Regions from separate parts of the Sus scrofa genome. Here all the other regions are linked to region 3. Evidence: chromatin contacts called from public HiChIP or PLAC-seq and promoter capture Hi-C data. All regions are on one chromosome and are shown on one strand. The core of a region is the stretch at or near the end of the contact, and the rest is flanking DNA. Distances in the headings are between cores, read along the strand shown. Region 1 holds the start of GNG5 (guanine nucleotide-binding protein G(I)/G(S)/G(O) subunit gamma-5). Region 2 holds the start of RPF1 (ribosome production factor 1). Region 3 holds the start of PRKACB (cAMP-dependent protein kinase catalytic subunit beta).

Evidence for each region. Promoter capture Hi-C pulls out the DNA fragments that hold promoters and counts their contacts. HiChIP or PLAC-seq counts read pairs in DNA pulled down with a chosen protein or histone mark.
Region 1: an H3K27ac HiChIP or PLAC-seq map of alveolar macrophages shows a contact between it and region 3. The contact joins the promoter of GNG5 here to the promoter of PRKACB in region 3. A contact is called at or near these places in 3 of 5 promoter capture datasets (fetal liver, fetal skeletal muscle and liver) and 1 of 2 datasets of contacts at active chromatin or transcription factors (alveolar macrophages).
Region 2: a promoter capture Hi-C map of liver shows a contact between it and region 3, with 6 times the contacts expected there. The contact joins the promoter of RPF1 here to the promoter of PRKACB in region 3. A contact is called at or near these places in 2 of 5 promoter capture datasets (fetal liver and liver), 1 of 47 Hi-C or Micro-C datasets (liver) and 2 of 2 datasets of contacts at active chromatin or transcription factors (alveolar macrophages and skeletal muscle).

The regions. Positions count from the first base shown.
Region 1 is chr6:129,245,426-129,249,415 of Sscrofa11.1, forward strand. GNG5 (guanine nucleotide-binding protein G(I)/G(S)/G(O) subunit gamma-5) reads left to right here and starts at 1,899. Exons shown (of 3, transcript XM_021096357.1): 1 at 1,899-2,091. The coding sequence starts at 2,011. SPATA1 (spermatogenesis-associated protein 1) reads right to left here and starts at 1,814. Exons shown (of 15, transcript XR_002345111.1): 1 at 1,684-1,814.
Region 2 is chr6:129,269,785-129,273,931 of Sscrofa11.1, forward strand. RPF1 (ribosome production factor 1) reads right to left here and starts at 1,254. Exons shown (of 9, transcript XM_021096356.1): 1 at 965-1,254. The coding sequence starts at 1,192. LOC102166593 (a long non-coding RNA gene) reads left to right here and starts at 1,096. Exons shown (of 5, transcript XR_001305279.2): 1 at 1,096-1,211.
Region 3 is chr6:129,633,405-129,637,630 of Sscrofa11.1, forward strand. PRKACB (cAMP-dependent protein kinase catalytic subunit beta) reads right to left here and starts at 2,803. Exons shown (of 10, transcript XM_021096363.1): 1 at 2,068-2,803. The coding sequence starts at 2,113.

The DNA of each region.
Region 1 (3,990 bases), core at 649-3,148, 390 kb before region 3:
AGAAGAGGACTGGACTATATATTCCCTGAAATCCCTTCTAGCACTATTTCACAGTTCTTACAGAGTTTAGGGGCATCTTCTATAACTACGGTGAAAATGGAGCATTCTTTGAGTAAATATGTTTAATTGTACAAATTTGTAAAGTATGAGTGAGATTGGTCAACAAGTCACCAGAGGTGAAATAATTTTAAATACTACTAGGCGAGGAAGAGAAAGAAGTGACATTTACTGAAATACCTGTAATATTCTTTACATATCTAATTTCATTTCATCTCAAAGGTAATTCTGGGAAGTAAGCTTTATTATTTCATTTTGAAATGAGGAAACAGAGGCTCAGTGAAGTTTAAGGGGACTGACCAGGGATATTAAGGTTAAGTGATAGAGCCAGAATTCAAAGCTTCACGTGAAATGATTTGAAACTGTTCTGTAAATTAGGTTTTGTTCACATAGAGCATATGGATTTTCCCTCTATACAAAAAAATTGAAAGGCATTAATGACAAAGTTATTCGTGTTTCTAAAATACATCAGTGGGAGTTCCCGTCGTGGCGCAGTGGTTAACGAATCCGACTAGGAACCATGAGGTTGCGGGTTCGGTCCCTGCCCTTGCTCAGTGGGTTAAGGGTCCGGCGTTGCCGTGAGCTGTGATGTAGGTTGCAGACGCGGCTCGGATCCCATGTTGCTGTGGCTCTGGTGTAAGCCAGTGGCTACAGCTCCGATTGGACCCCTAGCTTGGGAACCTCCATATGCCGCGGGAGCGGCCCAAGAAATAGCAAAAAGACAAAAAAACAAAACAAAACAAAAATTCCAGCGTTGTCACTGCAGCAGTTTGGGTGGCTGCTATGGCATGGGTTTGATTCCCAGGCCAGGGAACTTCTACATGCTGTGGGCAGATAAAAAATAAATAAATAAATAAATAAAAATACATCAGTGTAGTCACTGATCTCAACCGAATAGGAAACACTTGTCCTAAGGGCTGTGACGTGACATATATTCCCATGGGTGAAACATGCACTGGCTGAGCCTCTTTTGCTTGGTTAAATCTTACTCTCTCTCCAAGAAAACTCCTTTGAAGACCAATTTCAGGCAGCAGGTAATGAGTTATAACGGAATTATAAAAAAGCAAACTTTCTCAAAACAAAAGGTTTTATTTTTCAACAAGCCTTTATCCCCCAAGTGAAAAAGTCAAGAGACAAATGTAATCTTCCGCCAGCACCTTGGTTCTGCACAGTCTCCTCCAAAAAAGCCAAGAGGTAAGAGGCGCCAGCAGCCAAACCTTGGCTCTTGGCAGATGCTCTTTTCTCCACCGAACCGGCGCCCCTGCTTCTCGCCTCCCGCATCCCGGTCCCCTTCGACGGATAAGGCGGCCGCCACGCCCTCTTTCGCCTCCTGGGCTACGACGGTGCGGGTGCGGATGGGCCACCCCTGGGACAAGCTCCGGTCACTTAGGGACACGTCTCTAAGGGGAAAGTGCCACTGACTCAAGTTGGTACTTCCAGAGCCTACGCCGGGGCTCTCCCGTTCCCTTCCCTCCACTTCTGTTGCCAACTCCATCAGGAAAACTGGAACCTCCTCGGCGCCGCCACCCGGCCTTTTACAAATTCTTAAAGCACCGGCCATCCCTCCCCGGTCCTCTTCAGGGCCCCTTTTGGGTCTTGCAGGATAACGACAAGCTCCTCCCTTACCTCTCCCGCACTGGCTTCTCTGGGAAGGGAGGGCGGAGAGGATAGACGTCCAGCCAAGCTCGCATCCCGCAGTTGGAGCGCCCGCCGTCCGCACCGCGTCTTCTCGAGCCCTGCTCTCTCCCGGCCCCCTGAGGCCACGCCCCCGCCGGTGAGGCGCACTCAAGGGGGGGGCGCGCATGCGTACCAAGGGTGGAGCGGGCAGGCGGAGAACCGGAAACTTAGACCAAGTTCCGAGCCCCGCCCCCGCCGCGCGTTTCGCCGCCTGGCCCTTCGGACCCGCTGCCGACCCCTCCCGGACAGCCGACCTGCCCGGCCCTCCCGTGCGCCATGTCTGGTTCCTCCAGCGTCGCCGCCATGAAGAAAGTGGTTCAGCAGCTCCGGCTGGAGGCTGGGCTCAACCGCGTGAAGGTGAGCAGGGGCGGGCGGCAGGGGGGGAGGGGACGGAGGGGGAGGCGGGCGAGCTGGCGCAGCGGCTGTCGCCTTCCCTGGGGGATGCACACTCTGCGGCGGGCATCCCGGGGGCTCTCGCCTCCTTGGGGAACCTGCGCTTGGCCGCGGGGATCCCGGCGGCCCGCCCTAGAGAAGTGGCGGCGCGGGTCGGTCGTGTGGTTCGGGGGTCCGGTTACTGCTTTCCGCCCCAGACTCTGCCAGGCCGGCTGGCCCCTGGCGGAACGGCGGCTTTCCGCATTCCGGCCCTGCTCCCTCCTCCTCCCTCCGCAGCTACTCGGCGCCTTTTCGCTGGTAGCTGCGCCTCCGCGCCGTCCGCACCCTTACCGGCCCAGTCCGCCGGCTCCCCTGCTTCGTCACCTGGCGGGCTTTTATCCGACATTGGATTCAGAACAGACATGTTTTTTCTTTTCATGGGAGAAGTTTCCCAGATCCACGCCCTTTAGTATATAGATTCTTATTTCCAGTTTCTCTCATTCACCGAACGTGAAAACAATTCTTGCTAAACTTTGTAGGTTAAAGAAGCGTGCTTTCGAAATGTCTCCAGGGTCTAAGGTCACTACTGGTGCCCCGTATAGCCTCGTACAAAGCGCGCGTTTCGACTCTGGCACAGTTTGCTGCTTTCCGACCTTGGCATATCTGTTGGGCCTCATACCCGAAAAAGTAATTAGGGTGGATCAGTGTTATTTTGGCGTCTACTTAGCATTGACCTTGTCCTGGAGTTATTTACTTTTGAGTAAAAGCCTTTGGTGGGTGTTAATATGACTTGCTTCTGTGTTCATCAGGCTGCTTTTTACTTCCCCCTGAAATGTTTTGTGGAGTAAGATGGTCTCGCATTTACCTATTTCCTTAAGTAGAAATGTTAGGGACCTGGTTTACTCTGTAAGGTCACCTCAGGAGGGAAGGGAAATTCCCATCCGTCTTGGGATGGGATTCCCCCTCCCTTTTTGTCCCTTAAGTGCTGTAAACTCCATTGCTGTTTGGAATCCACTTCTCTAATCTCCAGATTCTTACCTTTATCCCAGTCGTTTATGCTTAGTCTTATTTGGATTTAACTCTGAAATCATTGTTCTCATTCAGATGTGCCTTTATCATAGATTGGAGTGGCCCTAGGAGGGGAGAATGGGAGGAGGGGGCAAAAGGCTAGTTGAAAGCGGTAACTGTTAAGGAGGGCTATTTAGCCCTCGTCTCTGAAGAAAATGAGGTGAAATCCTTAGACTAATAAATTACTCTTGATTGCTTTACCGTGAAAACCTTAGCTCCTCCAATAATTACCCAGCATGATGCCAAGCATCCTATACTTAGGAGGCTTTTGGACATTAAAGCCACCGCAAGTGATGTGGTTTTAGAAGACTTGGTTTGTCTGATGCCAGGGCTGTATGTAGCAAGGAAGGGAGGCACTCACTGTAAATTGGTACTTTAAATGGGCTTTTTTTTAGACATGTTGCAAAATGTGGCTGGTTCGATTTAATTTTGTGCTTCTATTTTATTTGTCATTCTGTGCTAAATGCTTTTTTAGTGATATTTTACCTTTGAATTAGCACGAGTTTACTTTTTAAACTTTTATGTTTGAGTAGTTGATAGAAATTATCACAAGTGTTTGACAAACTCTCCCAGATGTCAGGTAACTGGCTATACATTTTGTTCCAAGCCCAGGGCACTGATAATTATGCCAGGATTATAGGGTGGATGGATGGTGATTATTAGTGAGTTAGAGGCTTGCAGCTTTTTTTGCGTTTTGGAGCCTTTGTCTCCATTCTCCCCAGCAAATGGAATTCTCACTGTTCATTTTCTCACTTGTGGTTACTTGGCTGGATGTCTTGTCATAGAAATCTCAGTTTAAATGTCACCTCTTCAAAG
Region 2 (4,147 bases), core at 4-2,503, 370 kb before region 3:
AGGAGTTTTCAATTGGTCATTGGCAATAAAATCACACTAGATATTCAAATATTTTATAATCAAGATGTGCTTTTAAAATTATTAAGAATGTGTAATCGTACTTATGGCGATTCCTGAACAGACTGCTTGACATATAACAGAAGACATATTTTTTTCTTTCCCCAGCACCTGCTGACTCTCAATACATCAGATCTCGGATTAGAGATTATAGTTCTAAGAAGGCTACTAGGACACCTTTCTGCCATACTTGCACACCAGAATGGGTTAGATGCTCCTCTGTACTGCAAGAGCACTCTGTCACCTCAGAGTCTAGCCACAGTAGGCAGACAAGCAAAAAGAATACTAAGTGTGAACTTTCACAATACGCAAGAATAAGCAACTTGCCTTCAACTGTAAAGTGACCACAAATGAGCACAGTGACTTTAGGCGTTTTTCGCCTATTTGTTTACCTCCTAGAATGGTATGAAGACAACGCTGTAAAGAATACAATTACTAAAAACATTTGACAGTACCAATTTCTGTTGGGTTGCTGCAGCTATCAGAGAAGGATCATTTTGAATATCTGTATTGCCCGTACTGCAGATTCTAAAAATTAACCAAAATTAGGTGGACGGGCTAAGAGTAGATGAATTTTGCCTTCTAGGTCTAACGGGGGCCTGGCTGGGCGATGGGGGTGGACGTTCAATACTAGGAGAGCAAGACTTTCGGCTTTCGTTCTTATCAAGGACCCTAGAAGAGAGCTGGTAAGAAAAGGAATTCTTGACGTTCAGGCAAAAAGCTATGTCTAGAGAAAGTGTTCCCAAAGCAGGTCGAAGGGACCAGGACACAAAACCTTCCCCCTTTCCCTTTCGGAATTAAACGCGGCCCTGAACGCCGGCACCGGCGACCACGCATGTGCACCCCACCCCCACCCGCGCGCGGGGGACACGACGCATGCGCCCTGGCACCGCCACCAACCTCTTACCTTCCGCTGCTGCTGTTTCCACCGCGTGAACATTAAGTGTCTCCGCTGTTTGTTCTTAATCTCCGAAATGCTGAAGCCTGGGGGAAAGGCAGCCGCGGTCGTGGGTTGCACCCCACTTTCCGTCGTCCCATCCTCAGAGACTGCAGCCTCCTGAGGTTCTAAAGTGGCGGCTTTGCGTTTCAGGCCTTTCTTTCCACCGCCGCCGTTCTTATCCCCGGCCTTCGCCATGGTGTTTTTGCTACTTGCGGTTTGTACGGAAACGGAAGTCTCGTTCTCTCGGATCACTTCCTTAAGCTTTTACTTCCGGGGTCGGAAAGTTCTTAAAGGAAAATGTATACTGTTTGTGTGCTCCTTAGCTCTTTAAAAAAGTGCTGAAATTTAGGCATGAGGAGAGTTTAGGGAACGTGCCCAGCCGTGTGAACAGTGCATCGTTGAGTTGGTGGAATCCATAATTGAGCGTTTTCCATGCGCCGAGCCTTTAAAACATAAGAAAACAATCATTGTCATTACAGCCTAGAGAGAGACTAAAATGAGCTCACAAATTGTGTGATAAGCTATTAAGTAATGCACGGTATGGAAAAAATAGAACAGGATGAAAGATGCGAGGATAGAGGGGCAGATTGCTGCTTTTAAATAGGATTCTCAGAGTAGGCTTCATAGAAAAATTTACATTGAAATTTGAAGGAGATAGTGGGGTAAACTATGCAGTTATCTTGGGGAACAGCTATTAATATGAGATAAGGTGGTTTTGCAAGAGAAAAGCTGCCCAAGCAGAGGAAACAGCTGCAACTCCTGGTCCATAGCAAGCCTGGCTTGTTAAGAAAACACTCTGTAGCCAGAAGTCAAATGAGAAAAGAGGAGAGTAAGGGCGGGCAGGGGTGAATTGTGGGGGGGGGGGGGGAGGGGGGCATTAGGTGTGACAAATTGTGTAAGGTTTTGTAAGGAGTTTGGCTTTTATGGAGATGAACATTTCTTAGAGGATTGTGAGAAAAGAAATGATGTGACCGGTGACCTGGCTTTCATTTTAAAAGCGTCAGACTCTACTTGTGAGACTATAGATGAAGGAAAGTGAAAGGGGAGAAATAAGTGTCTTGAGCTAGGGTGGTGCTAGTGTAAGTGGCAAGAAGTGATCAGTAGTTCTGGAAGGTAGAGTTCCTGGGGATTGAATAAAAGGCATGAAAGAAAGAGAAGAGTCAAGGATGACTGCAAAATTTGAACTGAGTGATTGGAAGGATGGAGTTATCGGTTGAGATGGGAGAGAATTCTGGTGGAGAAAATTTGAAGGGTAAGATCAAAATTTCGGTAATGGAGGAGTTCCCACTGCGGCACAGTGGGTTAAGAATCTCGTGGCCCAGTGGTTAACAAATCTGACTAGGAACCATGAGGTAGCGGGTTCAATCTCTGACCTTGCTCAATGGGTTAAGGATCCGGTGTTGCCGTGAGCTGGGGTGTAGGTCACAGACACGGGTTGGATCCCTTGTTGCTGTGGCTCTGGCGTAGGATTGGCAGCTGCAGCTCTGATTAGACCCCTAGCCTGGGAACCTCCTTATGCCGCGGCTGTGACCCTAGAAAAGGCAAAAAGATACACACACAAAAAAAATAATAATAATAATCTGACTCCAATGGCTAAGGTCACTGAGGAGGGGGAGGGTTCCATTATCAGCCCTGGGCAGTGGTTTAAAGGATCCCACATTCCCACAGCTGAGGCATAGTTGGCAGCTGTGGCTCGGATTCAGTCCCTGGCCCTGGAACTTCCATATGCTATGGATGTGGTCATAAAAGTGAAAATTTTTTTTAAAAAAGGATTTCAGTATCAGAAATGTTAAGTTTGAGACACTTATTTGTCATCGTGTTGTCAGGTAGTTAGTTGGAATGGGTGATTCTGCAGCAGAAGGGAGAGGTATGGGGTAGAGATCAAAACTGGGGAGTCATCAGCACATGGATAGTACTTTGAACCATTGCAGTGATTCATGGTAGATAAAGAACTGAAAAAAGGAACAGGATGAAGGACTGAAAAGCTGGAGAGAAAAGGAGGACCTAGTAAAGGAGAATAAGAAGGGAAAATCAAGAGAGTAGAGTGTCATGGAAGCCAAGGGAAGAAAGTTTTTCCCCAATGGTTAAATTTTCCTGTATTCCTAATTTTAATTTTAGGAAAATGCCCTTCAAACAGAGACAGTAATCTTTTTGGATTACTGTCAGGAGTTAATTTTCTAGAAATTGCCTTAATTTCAAATTGTATGTTTCAATATTGACCTTGGGTGCTTTGATAATTCATTAATTTGGTGTCCATACTGCATTTTCCACCTCTTCAATTTCTTTTAAACAGGGTAATTAAATACATCAAAACTGTCTTCTAGAATATAAGCCTCGGAGTTCCCGACGTGGCTCAGTGGTTAACGAATCCGACTAGGAACCATGAGGTTGTGGGTTCGATCCCTGGCCTTGCTCAGTAGGTTGAGGATCTGGCGTTGCCGTGAGCTGTGGTGTAGGTCGGATCCCACGTTGCTGTGGCTCTGGTGTAGGCCGCAGCTGCAGCTCTGATTCGACCCCTAGCCTGGGAACTTCCATGTGCCGCAGGAGTGGCCCTAGAAAAGGCAAAAAGACAAAAAAAAAAAAGAAGAAGTAGAATATAAGCCTCACCAAAACCTTCTATCAAGCCACAAGTCCAAAACTGTGATTAGAAAACAAAACCTATCATATTTAGATCCAAAACTGGACTTGAATTATACAGTACAACAGAAAGGAAAAAATATTGTCGAGCTCAGAAATCACCGATATTCGGGAGTTCCCATCGTGGTTCAGTGGTTAATGAATCTGACCTGGAACCATGGGGTTTCAGTTTCAATCCCTGGTCTTGCTGAGTGGGTTGAGGATCCGGCGTTGCCGTGGGTTGTGGTGTAGGTTGAGGACACGGCTCGGATCCTGTGTTGTTGTGGCTCTGGCATAGTCCAGTGGCTACAGCTCCGATTAGACCCCTAGCCTGGGAACCTCTATATGCCACAGGTGTGGCCCTAGAAAAGACAAAAAGACAAAAAAATAAAATAAAAATCACAGACATTCAAGTTTGGCTGTAATAAGTCAGAAAATATTATGTAGTTTATATATACAGGAATAATCAGATCAAAATCAAGGAGGAAGTGGGGGGCAGAGGGAGGAAGAAGGGCAGCAGGAGGAGGCGAACCA
Region 3 (4,226 bases), core at 1,553-4,052:
TTTGGCTTTGACACAGAATGATTACACGGGCTGATCTCTAAGTTCACTTACATTTCTAAAAGTTTATGCTCTTATTTATCAGCTAAAGTTTAAATAACTACATTCGAATTATGAATATATTTTCAAGAGCAATTTTTAAAAAATATACAGAACAGTTAGGCATATAATGGTAAAAGTTGTTCTTTCATTAAGCTTTTAAATACATCAATAAAATTTCTTTGTTCTCCACAGAAGAGCAGCAACACTCACCTGATAACATTGCTCCAAATGAAACTACAAACTGATCAACATGTGACATTTTAATGATTGCCCCAATGAGACATCACTTGCTATTTTTTAATCTCTCCCTAACATTTATTCAACTACTATAATGACCTTCAGTTTCCATAAATAAACTAACATAAACAGCTGGCTGGCTAACATACTTAAGAACTAGGAAAGTTTAGGAAAGAATTTATTCACAGGAATAATTTCAATACATTTAGATAAATATTTTAAAGTTTCCATTGTGTTTTCTGTAAATATTCCAAGATTATCCCATAGCTATGAGCTTCAAATTAAAACTGTCTAGGGAAGAATTAGTTTGGTAACCTAATAATGGAAATATATAGGTCACAGAAGAGTCTCCTATCATTGTTGAAAAATAAGCACTACACAGGCAAGCACTTGTAAATGAAAATCATTGATATAATTCAATAATCAACATACTCTAATATAATCGGCACATGTTTTATCTCTAAGTTAATAAAGCTTTAAGTTAAAAGGGAAAATTATAAAAGGCAAAAATAATTCTTTACACTTTCTACCTTTTTAATACTTTCTAGTACAGTTAGTTACTACATTTGTGCAATTAAAAAATAAAGACTACTAAGTTCTACCTCTTCATTGGCTTTTGAAAAGGTCCATATCACATATTAAAGACATCAAACTTTTTTGGAGGTCCTGAAAATTAACACCAAATCCTTATTGGTGAAACAAAACCATATAATCCGATCTATCTATTCACATTAAACAAAATGAATGACTAAATTTTTCGAAATCGATTCTGCTTTATTGATACTGAAAAAATTTCGCAATTAACCTAGAACATGTTACAAACATAGAAACATTAAAAGACAGTATTTACACAAACTGGAATAAGTCATCCGACATTATTCTCTCAAGTGCTAAGATGTCATTTACTCCTGGGGATATAACAAATACTATTTGTTTTCTGGTCATTCTGAATTATAAAATCTGAGCTGAACTTGGCAAAGGCAAAAAACCATGCTGATTGACTGAAAGACAAATAAAACCATATTGCCATACAGAAATTCATGATTTTTTACTGTTTGTTGTAAAGAGTAGAGCGCCTGCACTTTCAGCTCTCAGAAGAAATCTACTGGAAGTACTTCAAAGCAGTGACCTTTAAGTTTTACAGACACTGTAGCAGATTCCTGAATGTCTCAAGAAAAGGCAAACCTGCCTTGCTTTTCTTCTCTAACGGATAAAGTTGCTGTTTACTCTTACGATATTTTCCACTCTTAATCCGAAAAGATGGAGGATCTCTAAAACATAGTTACCCGCTCAGGATTAACCTCACCTGCGGAGGGCCAGATTTAGCAGCCCTTCACCTGGTGATAAGGTTGGGGTGGACTCGAGTGATGGAGGGAAAAGAGACAACTCTGTTCACAACACTACCTGTGGCTCCCGAGAGAGGGTCGGGGGGCGAGGAAGAGAGGGTTGGGGTGGTCCAAGAGACTTCTTTAGCCGGACCAAATTTGGGGAAGTGTCTAAGGAAGTGAGTCCCCCTCGCCCCAGTAAAAAAAGCAATCGCGGGGACCGCTCTCCTCCCTCGCCCTCTCCATCCGGCCCTCGGCGCTCAGCCCTCCAGCCGGAGCTGGGGGAGGAGGCGGAGGAGGAAGGCGGCTGGTCCCCAGGGCCCCCTCGAACGGCTGCCCGCGGCTGCTGCGAGGCCTGGACCGTGCCCGCGGCCTGCGGGTTCCCACCCTGGGGGACGCTCGGTACCCCGCGTCCGCCCGCCCGCCCGCCCGCCTAGCCGGCCCCTAGACCCGGCTCTTGACTCACCGCTCTCCACCTCGCCGCCTTTCTTGGCAGTAGCCGCGTTCCCCATGACCGGGGCGATGGAAGGAAGGGGTCGGGGAGGGGAGGGGGCACTGAAGCCGTCCCCGCCGCTCCGCAGGCTGAGCCAACTCCCGCTTCGGCACCAGTTAGACCGGTCAGTGCTTCTGGCGCACGGAGTGCGGGCGGGAAGACTGGGCCGGTTCTGAGGCCAGGGCTGCAGGGTACTCCTTTGCCCCGGAGCTGGCAGCAGCGGCGGCGGCGACCGGCAGACACTCCCCCTTCCCCCTCCCCGCCCTCCCAGCGCGCCCCCGGGCAGCCGCGCGCCCCCGGGCTCTAGACCCTGTCCCCCTCGGCGGGCGGGCGCGCGCGCCGGAAGTGACGTGCGCCCCGGGCGCGAGCGGAGGGTTGGGGTAACCCCTGCCAGTACCTCCACGGCCCACCCAGCTGGGAAGTGCAGGTCCGCGCTTTCTTTAGGGAGCTGATCCCCAGGATAAGGGAGGCAGCACGAGACCGTTAGCTTGGAGGAACCAGTCGTCTCTCTGCATTGGCGTCCCCCATGCCCTGGAGCTGGGCTGCTGGAAGCAGTGCCGGGGTTCTGGTTGCATTCTTGTGGCAGGCTTCGCAGTGCCTCCTCGCTCAGAGGATGCCTTGTAGCCACCAACCTGCAGGCCGGAGAGGACTGCGCTGTCGGGTAGGAGGTCGTTCCGGGGGACCCGGGCCGTTCTCGCCACTGGGCCTCGTGGACTGGTCAGTATCAGCCACAGGAATAACCTCGTCCCTTGTCCCGACCGTGGTTCCGAGCTTCTTTGCGTAGCAGATCCAGGTATTCGCCGAGCCCCCCACGTTTTCCTGCCTCTTGGGCACCAGTCACAAACCCTTCAGTGTTTCCAGTCCAATTTTCATTCCCTGTGGTTTTGCGTGATCGCCTCAGGTTTTGTCAGATATCCCAGGCGGAGAGAAAGGAAAGTATCACTGTTTCTGCAGAATGTTTATTGATGTGTGTCATTGTATTTAGCAGCTCTCTGTGTGTGTCAAAATAAATACATTCCCCATTTGCTAGTTGCATTTTTATTAGTATTCGTCTTGGAGCGCTTGAATTTGTGAATAGCTTTACTTTATGTGGCACTCTAGTATTTTTGTTGTTGTTGTTGCATGATCCTTTGAACTTTGCTCTGAGCATTTATTCCAAATTTAGTGTAGAAAGATTGTAATTCCCCAAAGGGCATAGACAACCTAAATTTATTTTGTGTCCCCAAGTCACCAAGCCCAGTACTTCTTTAATGGATACTTGTTGACTTGAAAGTAAGCAGAGCAAATCTCTCAGAATTCTTTTTTAAGTATGTTCTATTACTGAAAAAAAAAAAAAGGAGTGGAAACTGAGGTTACCCAGTAAGTTCTTCCTGCTATTTCTTATTACCAATTCCGTTAAATTAATTTAACAGAGGTTTATATCATATATACTGTATTACAAATAGGACCATGCAAATAGCAAGTCATGAGTTCTTTAAGAACCCTATGAGATATGTAGTTTTATTATCATTATTTCACTTATGAACAAACTGAGACACAGAGAAGTTAAGCAATTTACCCTGAATTACACATCTATCATCTGGTGGAAGCACAATTTAGGGTACCAAAATCTGACTTTTTGTCCATAATGTTATGTAGATGTTCCTTTCTCTCCATTTAAAATCCATTGACTTAAAAAGATGCATGCATAGTGAGTTTATTTCCAAGGGAAATTCATTATATTATTTTCTGGGTTTCCATTAATGCAAGTAGTATAAAAATTACAGAGAAGGAAGGATTTGAGCTAGAGGTGTTTGTGTCCCTGTGCAACAATGTTGCAGCAATGGCATATCATTCCAGTCAGATCTAGTTTTCTGTTGTAGATGTGGTATTTTGCCCTGCTTCTCTGTATAAAGTTCAATAAATAGCATTAAGCCATATACCAAGTTAAAAACAACTTTCTAATATACTTTATTCTGGAGAGACTTTCTAGAATCCTGGAATACTCATACTATCCTCACTGGGGTGAGTTTTAAAATGTATGCCTATTTAGAGACCAACTTTAATGATAAAAGGGTAGTTATATGTATAACAACTACTGTCCCTGTCCTTACAATAATTTTGAATTCTAGGCTTCTGTTTAGTAAATCATT